2 separate regions of the Mus musculus genome follow, and region 1 is linked to region 2. The links are chromatin contacts, called in public HiCAR-type maps. All regions are on one chromosome and are shown on one strand. Each heading gives the region's core, a stretch centred on a gene start, on an enhancer-like site or on the middle of the called end of the contact. The rest is flanking DNA. Distances are from core to core; before and after follow the strand shown. Region 1 overlaps Ccdc162 (coiled-coil domain containing 162). Region 2 holds the start of 5730435O14Rik (RIKEN cDNA 5730435O14 gene).

Evidence for each region. HiCAR-type assays count read pairs that join an accessible place to other places.
Region 1: a HiCAR-type map of kidney shows a contact between it and region 2, with 2.9 times the contacts expected there. The contact joins the enhancer-like site here to the promoter of 5730435O14Rik in region 2. A contact is called at or near these places in 13 of 39 promoter capture datasets (the 3T3-L1 cell line, 3T3-L1-derived adipocytes, the C10 cell line and 7 more), 1 of 15 datasets of contacts at CTCF or cohesin (the NIH/3T3 cell line), 17 of 484 Hi-C or Micro-C datasets (3T3-L1-derived adipocytes, the C10 cell line, the HPC-7 cell line and 11 more), 12 of 115 datasets of contacts at active chromatin or transcription factors (bone marrow-derived dendritic cells, craniofacial prominence, double positive thymocytes and 8 more) and 4 of 9 other capture datasets (adipose tissue, embryonic stem cells, liver and 1 more).

Annotation. Positions count from the first base shown.
Region 1 is chr10:41,683,171-41,688,239 of GRCm38.p6, reverse strand. It overlaps Ccdc162 (coiled-coil domain containing 162), which reads left to right. Exons shown (of 48, transcript NM_001358562.1): 5 at 4,960-5,069. Among named protein-coding and RNA genes, the nearest start is that of Mir3473b, 15 kb to the right of the region's middle. Within about 2 kb of position 3,384, at least 31 of the 459 cell types and tissues checked have an H3K27ac peak or open chromatin away from gene starts, as enhancers often do. A contact at or near this core is called in granulocyte-monocyte progenitors, kidney, pancreatic islet and 1 more, where this site is marked.
Region 2 is chr10:41,565,178-41,570,475 of GRCm38.p6, reverse strand. 5730435O14Rik (RIKEN cDNA 5730435O14 gene) reads right to left here and starts at 2,460. Exons shown (of 4, transcript NR_045341.1): 1 at 2,377-2,460. Ccdc162 (coiled-coil domain containing 162) reads left to right here. Exons shown (of 48, transcript NM_001358562.1): 37 at 524-633.

The DNA of each region.
Region 1 (5,069 bases), core at 2,135-4,634, 120 kb before region 2:
GTGCAAATCTCACAGCATTCACCTGGAAGGGACTAAGGTATAGTTTCTTATGGAGCTCGATGTGCGTGACCATGGCCCAGGAGCACAAAGTCAGGGTCTCGCAAGTTCCCTGTTCCAACATGGTAATGACATCATAAAGTTCTCATAGTAACACAACAAAGAAAAGTCACAAATCAAGACACTTTCAAATACACTGGTAGGCAAGTTACAGCTTGGGGGAAATCTCAGCTATATGTCTTGATTGCTATCTGGTGGTGTTTTTAGCCTTTTGGTTGGTGGAATGCCATGGGCAGACCCAGTCAGGGTCCCTCAACCCGGGGAGAATCAAGGTTCCTGTACTCAGGTGGGCAAGGAGTGACAAACAGACAGGAACACAAGAGAGTGCTGAATCTGAGTATAATTTCTCAAAGTGAGCATCAGGCTTATATAGTCATTACCGAAGAAAACAAGGTAGTTAGGTGATACATCAGCCAAAATTCACTGAAGTCATCCTATGCATAATGATTCTTTACACAAAACAGAAAAATGCATACATAAAAGCAGCAGGAACCAGGCAGTGGTTACAACTGAGATAAAATCAGCCCTACCTAAAGTCAGCTATTCTTAGAAGCCAGTTGTGAGGGCTTTATGCTCCAGGTACAAGGGCTTCACACCCTAGCCACAATTCTAGTCTATTGTGTAACCCACCACCAGGGGTCCCTTAGTAAATACCTAGCTATGCTATTTTTGGAAGTATGCACTAGGGAGGTCCCTTTCTTGCTAACCTTTCTGTGAATAACAAGATACTCTAGTTCCTTCTTAAACCACAACCCACCTTCTTCCTAGACCATTGTAAATTCCTGCATCTAGGAGTGACTCAGCTGTTATTCTAAGTGTTTGTGGGGAACCTCCATTTACCAGAGGAGCCCACCAACTTTCTTCTATTATGTAATGTAGTCTGCCATACATGACTGTAATGAGAATTCTAAATTTACTTTGTTGAACTTGCCCTGAGATTCTAACTCTTATCCAGTAAACTGCAATACCTGATTTCTTTCACTATCTCTCTTTCAACACTGGAGGGATTTTGTCTGAATAAGTAACATTTTTACAAGATTCCAAGCCCAAGGTCAGCTCAAGGATTGACTAGGATGTTGGGACACCAGTGGTGGACAGGAAACAATGGCCAATCTAACTTGGCTATGTGTCAAATCATTCCTTGGGGGCACCTATAATAAAACAATACTGAAAGAAAGCACACAAAACCCTCCACCGACTATCGCAAGGACAAATCTGGACCACATCTAAGTTACAGAACACCAAGGACCTCCAGGAGACCAGCTTCCGTGAAACTTTTTGCCTCAGGACTGCGGCCAAGCTTTTGGACTTGTTATGTAGACACCACTGGAATGGGCATGGCAATGGAAACTAATTTTCCATCTGTACATTCCAAAGGATTTACCCAATAGTCGCAAAGATGTAAGGTCAGTCGCAGAGATGAGCCCGGAATGGCTATTATAGAAGCTAAAAGTAGTCCAAGACCAATTGTAATTAGGCTTGCAACATCCAGTTCTCCACAGCCACTGAAGTTCTTGTCAGTTAGACAGCCACCTGGAAGATTCAATGTAATGTACAATTTTCTTTTTGTTTTCAAGCAACTTTTGTTCACACCTGGCTGCATTGTTTCTTAGCCTGTGGTGAGGGAGAATAACACAGCTGGAAGATGGGGCAGAAGGAAGCTGTTCACCTCTGGGTTGCCACAAAGCAGAGAGCTCACTTTTTAGAACAAAGGTCCGCCCTGTCAAGCCGCTAATTTTTGAATCCATAAATGGATTAATCCATTGATAAGGTCCGGGCCCCATTGATCCATTCATTTGCCAAAGGTCCACCTCTGAACATTGCTGTTCTGGGGACTGAGCTTTCAAAAGACAGTATTGGTGGGAGACCCTTAAGGTCCAAATCATAGCAGTCATGATGCTGAAAAATATAGATGCTGGATTAGGCGGCCTTCAAACATGGCCACCAGTGTTCCTCATCATGGACTTGTGTCTGTGTTTCTTGACCCTGGACAGCTAGCATGAGACTGCCTCCCGTGTGCTGGGATTAAAGGTGTGTGCCACCACGCCTGGCGAGAGCATTTCTTAATTTTTGAAAACTTTTAAGCACGGTTTCTTTAAACAGAGTTTTCTGGGTTCTGGGAGTGACTATAAAATTCTCAATAAACAAAGCAAACTCATATTCATCTTTCTCAACCTTACTAGGCTTTTTCCCATCCATTATTCACTGCATTACACCCATAAAATCTCTTAACCTAAGCCTAAAAACATCCTTAACTCTCCTAGACTTAATTTGACTAGAAAAAACTATTCCAAAATCAACCTCAACCCTCCACACAAGCACAACCACTCTTACAACTAACCAAAAAGGCTTGACTAAATTATACGTTATATCATTCTTAGTTAACAGTATCTTAATTGTCAAGCTCATTCCTGAGTTTAAGCCCAGCTCCGAGACCCGTTGCTTAAATTGCACATCCATTACAGTGTTTCCTATCACCTCGGAAAGACCAAGATCCTGTTCCCTTTGGCTGTATCCTTGTTTGCAGTTGGTACCTACTTCATTTTGTGAAGTTCCTATTGCTCTTCAAGGTTACTAGCTTTTGTTCTTGTTGTTTTTGTTCTTCGAGACAGGGTTTCTCTGTGTAGCCCTGGCTGTCCTGGAACTCACTTTGTAGACCAGGCTGGCCTCGAACTCAGAGATCCCCTGCCTCTGCCTCCCAAGTGCTGGGATTAAAGGCGTGCGCCACCTCCACCAGTCCCAGTTGAAGTTTTCTAACATTTTCCATGCAAAGTCTAATGTACCTCTAATCTTGTCGGTTCAGTGTTTGCTTCAAACGTGTATTTACTTTTAGACTCCTAGACTCTTCAAGCTGCATTCACATTCGCTTTCAGTCTTCGGACCTTTAAACACTTGGCTTGCTGACCTTGTTAACTAGGTTGGTTCTTGTCGTCTTCTCACTAACTGCTCTTCTGCCCACAGATCTTTTCCTTGTTGCTTTGAATGACTATAGTTTATAAAATCACTTATAAATGAATGCTAAAAATAATCAAATTTTCACTATCGGATGCCGTGGATTTTGTGTTTCCCGTCAAGTGTTGGACTTTGTTCTGGGAAGCTTTTAAGTCACAGACCCACTTACTCCCTTCAGGGCTGCCTTGTGTGGCTTTAGGATAATCTTCACTCTAGGCTCAGTTTGTCCTCATTACCAGAGCCCTGGTGTTGGATGTCTCGGGTATCCAGGGACACTTTCACCTGGTGGCTGGAACTTGAACAGCCTGCAGCCAGTCCAGTAAGAACCTATTAAGAGCTGTTGGCCTTCGGTCGGTCAGGGTCAGCTATTCTTTACACAGCCTCCTGGAGCGTCTCCTGCTGCGTGCCTGGCTAGGTACTCAACAAACAGACCCGTGGGGTCCTTTCCGAGCCTGCCTTTCTCTGACTGGCTTCCTCCTCTCCAGTGCCGCAGCCTACAAACTCCCCGGTTCCTGGGTTCCTGTTCCGCGCCTCGCCTCGCCTCACGTTTCAAGTCTTCTCTCCTTAACTCAGAGGTCCCTCCGCTCCCTTACCGTTTCCTCTCCTTGCTGGGTCTCAGCAGCGTGAGTGAGCGTCTCGGCTCGCGGGAACCATGACAAGTGGTTCTCTTTCCCCAGGAACCCTGGCACTATGTTGGGACAGAAAAACAGTTGCCTCAAGTATTCTGTCAGATTCTCTACTCGTGATGAAAGAATGCAACAGGACTCATTTCTTCGCAGCGTCATTTTTATCCCTGGATAGAAAAGCCATCTGCATGACTGCCCTCAAACTCATAAATCTCCTGCCTTGGCCTCTTGAGCACGAGGCACGAGGGTTATAGGAATGTGCCACTGCTTTTATTTTAATTGTAAGCGAAAATTTTCAGTCTGATTTTTATAAACTATAGTCTTAATTTTTTTCTTTTTTGTTATTACTCTGTGTATGTGTTTTGGAACGCACCGTGGTGCACACGTGGGGGACGGTGGACAACATTGATGGAGTTACTTCCTGCCTTCCATCTCCACAAGGGTCCCAGGAATCAAACCCGGGTCATCACGATTGCATAAGGAGTTCCCTTACCCAGAGGGCCACCTCTCTGAGCCACTAATCTTACTTGTAATGGACTTTTTGACTCACAGGTTTAGGTGTGTGTGTGTGTGTGTGCATGGATGCATGGGTACATGTGTGTGCTTGTATGTTTCCTAGAGGAAAACCTCAGGTGTCACACCTTGGGTGCTGTGATCTTATTCTTTGGAGACAGGAGTTCTCTCTTGGAGTTTGCCAAGCAGGGAAGGTCGAGTGGTCACGAGCCCTAGGGACCTACCTGTCTGTTTCTGCCTCCCCTGCGTTCTGAGTGCCGCCAGAAATGGCTTTGCTTTTGCTTTTTCTTGTCTTTTTTCCCTTTCCTTCCCTTCCCTTCCCTTCCCTCCCCTCCCCTCCCCTCCCCTCCCCTCCCCTTTCCTCCCCTTTCCTTTCTTTTCCTTTCCTTCTCTTCTCTTTTCTTCTCAACATATGTTCTGGAGATGGAACTCTGGTTTCTGTGTTTTTCTGAAAAGCATTTTACTGATCCAGCATTTCTCCCAGCCATAATTTCAGTTTCTCCACCCAGAACTTCAGCTCGACTTTAAGCCTATAGTATCCTAAGTCACTGCCAACAGTCCAGTAGCTGACGAAGGAGCTTGTGACCAGTTAATTCAGTAGCAGATCACAGAGATTTAGACACATCTGCTTGCTCTTGTTGCTTTACATCGGAAGGATCTTGAACCAGACTTCATTTGATGGTGTTCCTGTAAGAAAAAAAAAAGTATTTTCAAAGCAACCATCACCTATATTGTTAGTGTTCGTAAGGCTCGATCAGCCCCCTTTCTATAATTATATTCTGGTAAGTGCTTATTTTTGTTGTTGGTAAAGTATTACACAGAGAGAATTACGCAGCTGGGCCAGAGTAAATATTTGCACGTGCTGAGGTGGAAGAGGCTCTGCCAGACCAGTATGGCCATGGAAGAACTCTACCCTCTTTA
Region 2 (5,298 bases), core at 1,211-3,710:
TGTTGGAAGGGTGGCCATAATTGAAAATGATCCCAGATGACGGGCAGCTACATTTCCAGTAGCTTCTGCCACCGTAAATAACATTGCTCTGAGTAAGGTCACGTGTGCCTCATCTCCTATGCATCAGCCATGATGCTCTTTGCTTCGTTCTGAGGCTGTGTTAGACTGAAATGATCACAGATACAGGCTATTGATGAGGATGCAGGGAAGGTCAAGGGAAGGTCAAGGGCAACGTGCCCTTTCCTTCAGGGTGTTCTCCACAGCAACAGTATCATTCACTGGCTTTCAGGAGGGCATCCCCAAAGCCTTTTTTGTTAAGAACTTTGCTAGAGATCTCCCTTCAGTCCTGTTCCAGAGGGTTCTATGTCCTGACTGCCCTCCCACCCCACCCCCACCCCAACTTTCCTTATGGGAGTTTCACGGTGGAAGACTCGTTGTGCATCCCTCGGGAGCTGTGGAGTATCGCCCTTAGTGGCAGTCTGTGTTTTATGATGTCACACTGATCTGTTCTTATTTTTCCTAGATCGTTGGAAACACCAAGTCATGAAAGAAAACTTTTCAGTTATGAGACCCCAGATAGTTGAGAGATTTGTACAGAGACTGATGGAGGATTCCCAAGATGATGGGCCCAAGGTAGGCATTCAAAATGAAGGCTGTGGTTCCCTTTGTCAGAAACCCAGGGAGGAAGGCCGTCACTTAACACACTCCCTGGTCCGCTCTTACTCTCCCTAAGGATGTGACTCCTGAGGCTGAACCCCAAAAGACCGCTGCGCACTACCATTTTAGTATGAAAAAGCCCAATGTCTGTCCATTTTGGAGTAATCGGGAAATGAACATTGGCTAGTCAAAAAATGTGGTCAAATGTTTAAAGACAAACTTGAAACTTTTGAATGGGTTAAATTTTTTTAAAGTAACATTTCCGGTTGTTGATTTGTTAGTATAAAAAAGTTAAAGAGAGAAAAATGAAAAAGGCCTATGATACACTGAACTAGGAACTTTTTGTTTGTTTGTTTTTGGTTTTGCGAGACAGGGTTTCTCTGTGTAGCCCTGGCTGTCCTGGAACTCATGCTGTAGACCAGGCTGGCCTTGAACTCAGAAACCCGCCTGCCTCTGCCTCCCAAGTGCTGGGATTAAAGGCCTGCACCACCACTGCCCAGCGTAGGAAATATTTTTGAAGTGTACAGTTTGAGGGGGAAAAGCTAGTAACAGGCTAACAGCATCAAAGAGTAGCATTTCATTCCCCCCCCCACATTTCCTCCACAGCAGAAGTAGCACCAATAATTTTACATTTGTGTATATCAGAAAAGCTATCTGAGCTCTTTACCACCCTAAAATGTAGTGTTTAACAGTATTTACCCTTGGCAGGAAGCAGTTGCTAAAATTGAAAGAATTCATTTTGAATGACTCTTATGTCTGAGAAGGCGGCATGAGGGAGCACACATTCATGCTTGGACACCAGGCTCAGGGTCATTCATTAATAAGTGCTTGACAGACAAATCATCTCCATGCAACTATTACAATAAAAAAAAAAAAAAGAAGAAAATCTGTCCTGCTAGGCACAGTGGTACACACTTGTAATCCTAGCACTCGGGAGGCTCAGGCAGGTAGACTAAAAGTTCCAGGCCAGGGGGCCAGTAAGATGGATCAGTGAGTAAAGGTGCTTGCAGCCAAGTGTGGGTGACCTGAGTTCCATCTGTGGGTCCCATGGTGAAAGTGGACAACCAACTCATGAACATTGTTCCATCAAACCCACACACAAACACCATGGCATGCTCACATGCATATGCAAACACAGACACACACACACACACAGACACACACAGACACACACAGACACACACAGACACACACACACACACACACACACACGCAATGAAAAGGGAGGAAAATGAGTTCCACCCCAGGGAGCAGTGAGATGGCTGAGTAAGTAAAGGGGCTTGCTGCCAAGATTGGTGACCTGAGTTTGATCCCCAGAACCCACACAGTGGAAGGAGAAAACAGACTCCAGCAGGTTGCCCTCTGACCTCCACGTACAAACTTACACACATTCGTCAGTTAGTTAGAGGAAAGGAGACAAGAACTCCAAACTAGCCTGGACTACACAGAAAGAAAGACTGTATTTCTTTTCTTTTTTTTTTTTTTTAAGTTAGTAAATAAATAAATGAAATTTAAAACTTAAAAAAAAATCTGTTTTGGAAAAATGTGCTCAATTTTGGGTGGATATTGTTTTCTTCAGGTTTACATTTTTCTTAAGTTTTTGGAAATGTTCCCATAATTTTTACATTAAACATTTTAACCCTTAGTTATGAGGTAGAGGATTCTCAAGTGTGGTTGGAGATCCGTTTCCCCCAGATACAGATGTAGTCATATACTTACTCGGTGTTCATTTACACTGAAGCATCACTGTGTGTGCTGATGAGAGGCCCCATCTCCCAGGGGCAGGGGCCTTAAATCAAAACCCACTGTGCCTTGCTTTAAAGATTGGAGATGGCTCAGGAATGAAGAGTGCTTGCTGCTCTCGCAGCAGTCCCCAACACTGGGCGGCTTACAAATATGTTTGCTTTCAGTGGTGTACATGAACCCGTGCCGGCATACACACATAAATAAAAATAGTATGCACAAATAAAAATAGTGTATTAATCCTCAAAAACAAAAAAGAAAGGCCATTCTGCCACACGGTGCCACACAATGAGCCATGATGCAGAGTAAAACGAGTGTAAGGATCCTGAATTTGATATTTCTCAGGTTCCCTGAAGACTCTCAGAGAAAAAAGGTGGGATGGTGGTTTCCATGGGTGGGGACAGAAAGGGCAAATTAGTATTCAGTGGGTACTGGTTTTATTTTGTGAGATGGAAAGAGATTTGTCATGTGGTCATGATGCTGCCACTGTTCTGTATTTGATGACAGTTAAAAGAATAAGTTTTGTGATGTGTGTGTGTAAGTGTGTGTGTGTATATATACACACATATATACATCTGTATGTATGTATGAATTCCTGCTCATATATATATGTGTGTGTGTGTGTGTGTGTGTGTGAGCATTATATATATATATATATATATATATATATATAAAAGCACCATACACACACACACACACACACACACACACACACACACACACACACACACACGAGCTGCACACTGTTGCTCAGCCCATCGCTGAGGATAAGGATCTTTGATTTTTGGCAGGGCACGGAATGTTGTTTTCACTTTGAGGTCACCAACTCTACCATCCTCCTGCTTCTATTTCCCAGCTGCTAGGTCATAGGCGTGTGTCACCACACCCAGCTAAGGATAACATCTTGTAGGAAGGAAAGTAGGATTTGCAGGCGGGGCAAATCTCTATCAGGTGTATCTGCAGCTCAGGAAGTGCTTGGAGACCTTGGAGACGCCAGCCTCTGCTCACCTGTTGTCTGCTCACGCATGTTGTCTGCTCACACATGTTGTCCTCGGACACTGTACTGTCCCACCATCTGTCTTCTTGGTCAGTTTGGGCCATTCTTTAGCCTCTTGATGCTCTGAGCTCTAAGCATCCTTGTTTAAGTCATTAGTAGCTGTGAAGTCAGGACAAATCCCAAGTCCCCAAGCTGCCACACTAGACCTCCCAGGCTGTGCAGCTGCCAAAGACATGGGCCTGGAGCACGCAGTTATTCTGCCACACAGCCATGCTCTTCCAGCATGCTCTTCCGGTTCTCGAGCATCCTGCTGCTCTATTTCCTGAGAAAATCAGGTCAACCTGGCAGTCTTTCTTTAAAAACTCATGTCGTTGTCCAGTCTTTTCCCAGTTTCTAGTAAACCAGTCTCCATCCACCACTGGTGCTAATATTTTTTTCCCTTGAGACAGAGATGGAGTCTATTAAAAAGAAAGCTAAAAAAAAAATACATGTATCTATTTATGAGTAGAGGGCACATGAAGGCCTGATAGAGGTGTTGTTGGGGCCACATCTTGAAACACAAGAGGAGCTGGCAACATGAAGACAGGCAGGGGAAGGCACAGCAGAGCGTGAGTAGAGAGTGGGGGTGGGGAGGGAGCATGTAGGAGCAGGGCATAGAGCTAGGAGCTGAGTGTCCCTGTGTGCAACTCTTGGGTGTCAGTCTCAGAGTAAATAGGCGCTCACCAACAAAATTGGTGTTTTAGAAACCTCCAAAATACTTTGTGCCTGATACAAAACAAATGGTGTCGGTGTGGTGGGCCACTCCTATAAAACCATGGCACACATAATAAGCCCTGGCACCCATCAAGCCTCACCCAAGACTGGCTCTCTTGAACAATCATTGCCCAGAGCAATCTTCTGTTCCCCCAGCCAACACTGTTAGTGTAATCCCCCAGCCAACACTGTTAGTGTAGTTAGCTCAGGTGTAAATGCCGCCATGGAACAGTCCAGGCTCAGAGGTAAATGCTGCCACGGAGCAGTCCTGAGAAGGCAGTGGTGCTTACTGGGAAAATCTGGACCAGTGTGGGGGAAGTGGGAGGGTGAAACCTGGTCGAGCTACCTCTTTACACAGGTGGGAGGGACCTCTGCAGTGACCCTGAAAGGGAGCAGTGCAGGTAAGCGTCTGTGGGAGCGCCTGAGGGTCGAGGGTGGAGCATCTGCTCTACAAGTGGCTTCTTATGCTTCGCATGCTCGGGAAGTCCGAGGGCAGTGTGTAAAGGAGACCTGAACCTTTCTTCCTAACCTGCCAGCCACAGCGCCCATCATGGGACCCATTTTAGACACGCCCCACCAGGCCCCTGCTCACGAGAGAATACCTCTTCCTCCACCCCAGTCTCAGAGCCTCAGGAAGCACGGTACTTGAGCTGAGAGCTCCAAGCTCCTGCCCAACTGCTCTTGCCCCTGTGGAGCCTCCTGGGAGAAGGAAGCAGCGAAACTTCTCCAGCTCCTTTGGAGAAGGGCTTAAGGATAGAGCTCAGGCAACCGCCCCCCCCTCCCCCCTCCGTGGTGTCATCCAAATTCTCCAGGGGCTCCTTATTCCTGCTAAGAAAAACCCCTGCTGGTGAGGAAGCCCATGGCAGATGGCCACATCTTCAGGGGCTCTGGTGGCAGGAAGTTAATGTGAAAGGTGATTGCTATAGCGTTAATGGAGGCCTTGTTGACTTGTGCTCACTCCAGGAAAGATTGCCTGGCCAGTAAGGGATGAGTCACCCCCCGGGAGGGCTTCCAGCGAGGCCTGAGGTGAGGTCACTGGCCACACCCTCACTAATCACCCTGGCTATGGCTTCTCATGGCTTGAGGCTTTCAACAGTCAAACTAGAAAATTCTTCCCTTTGCTATTACTAAGCCCTTTCCAAAGGGAG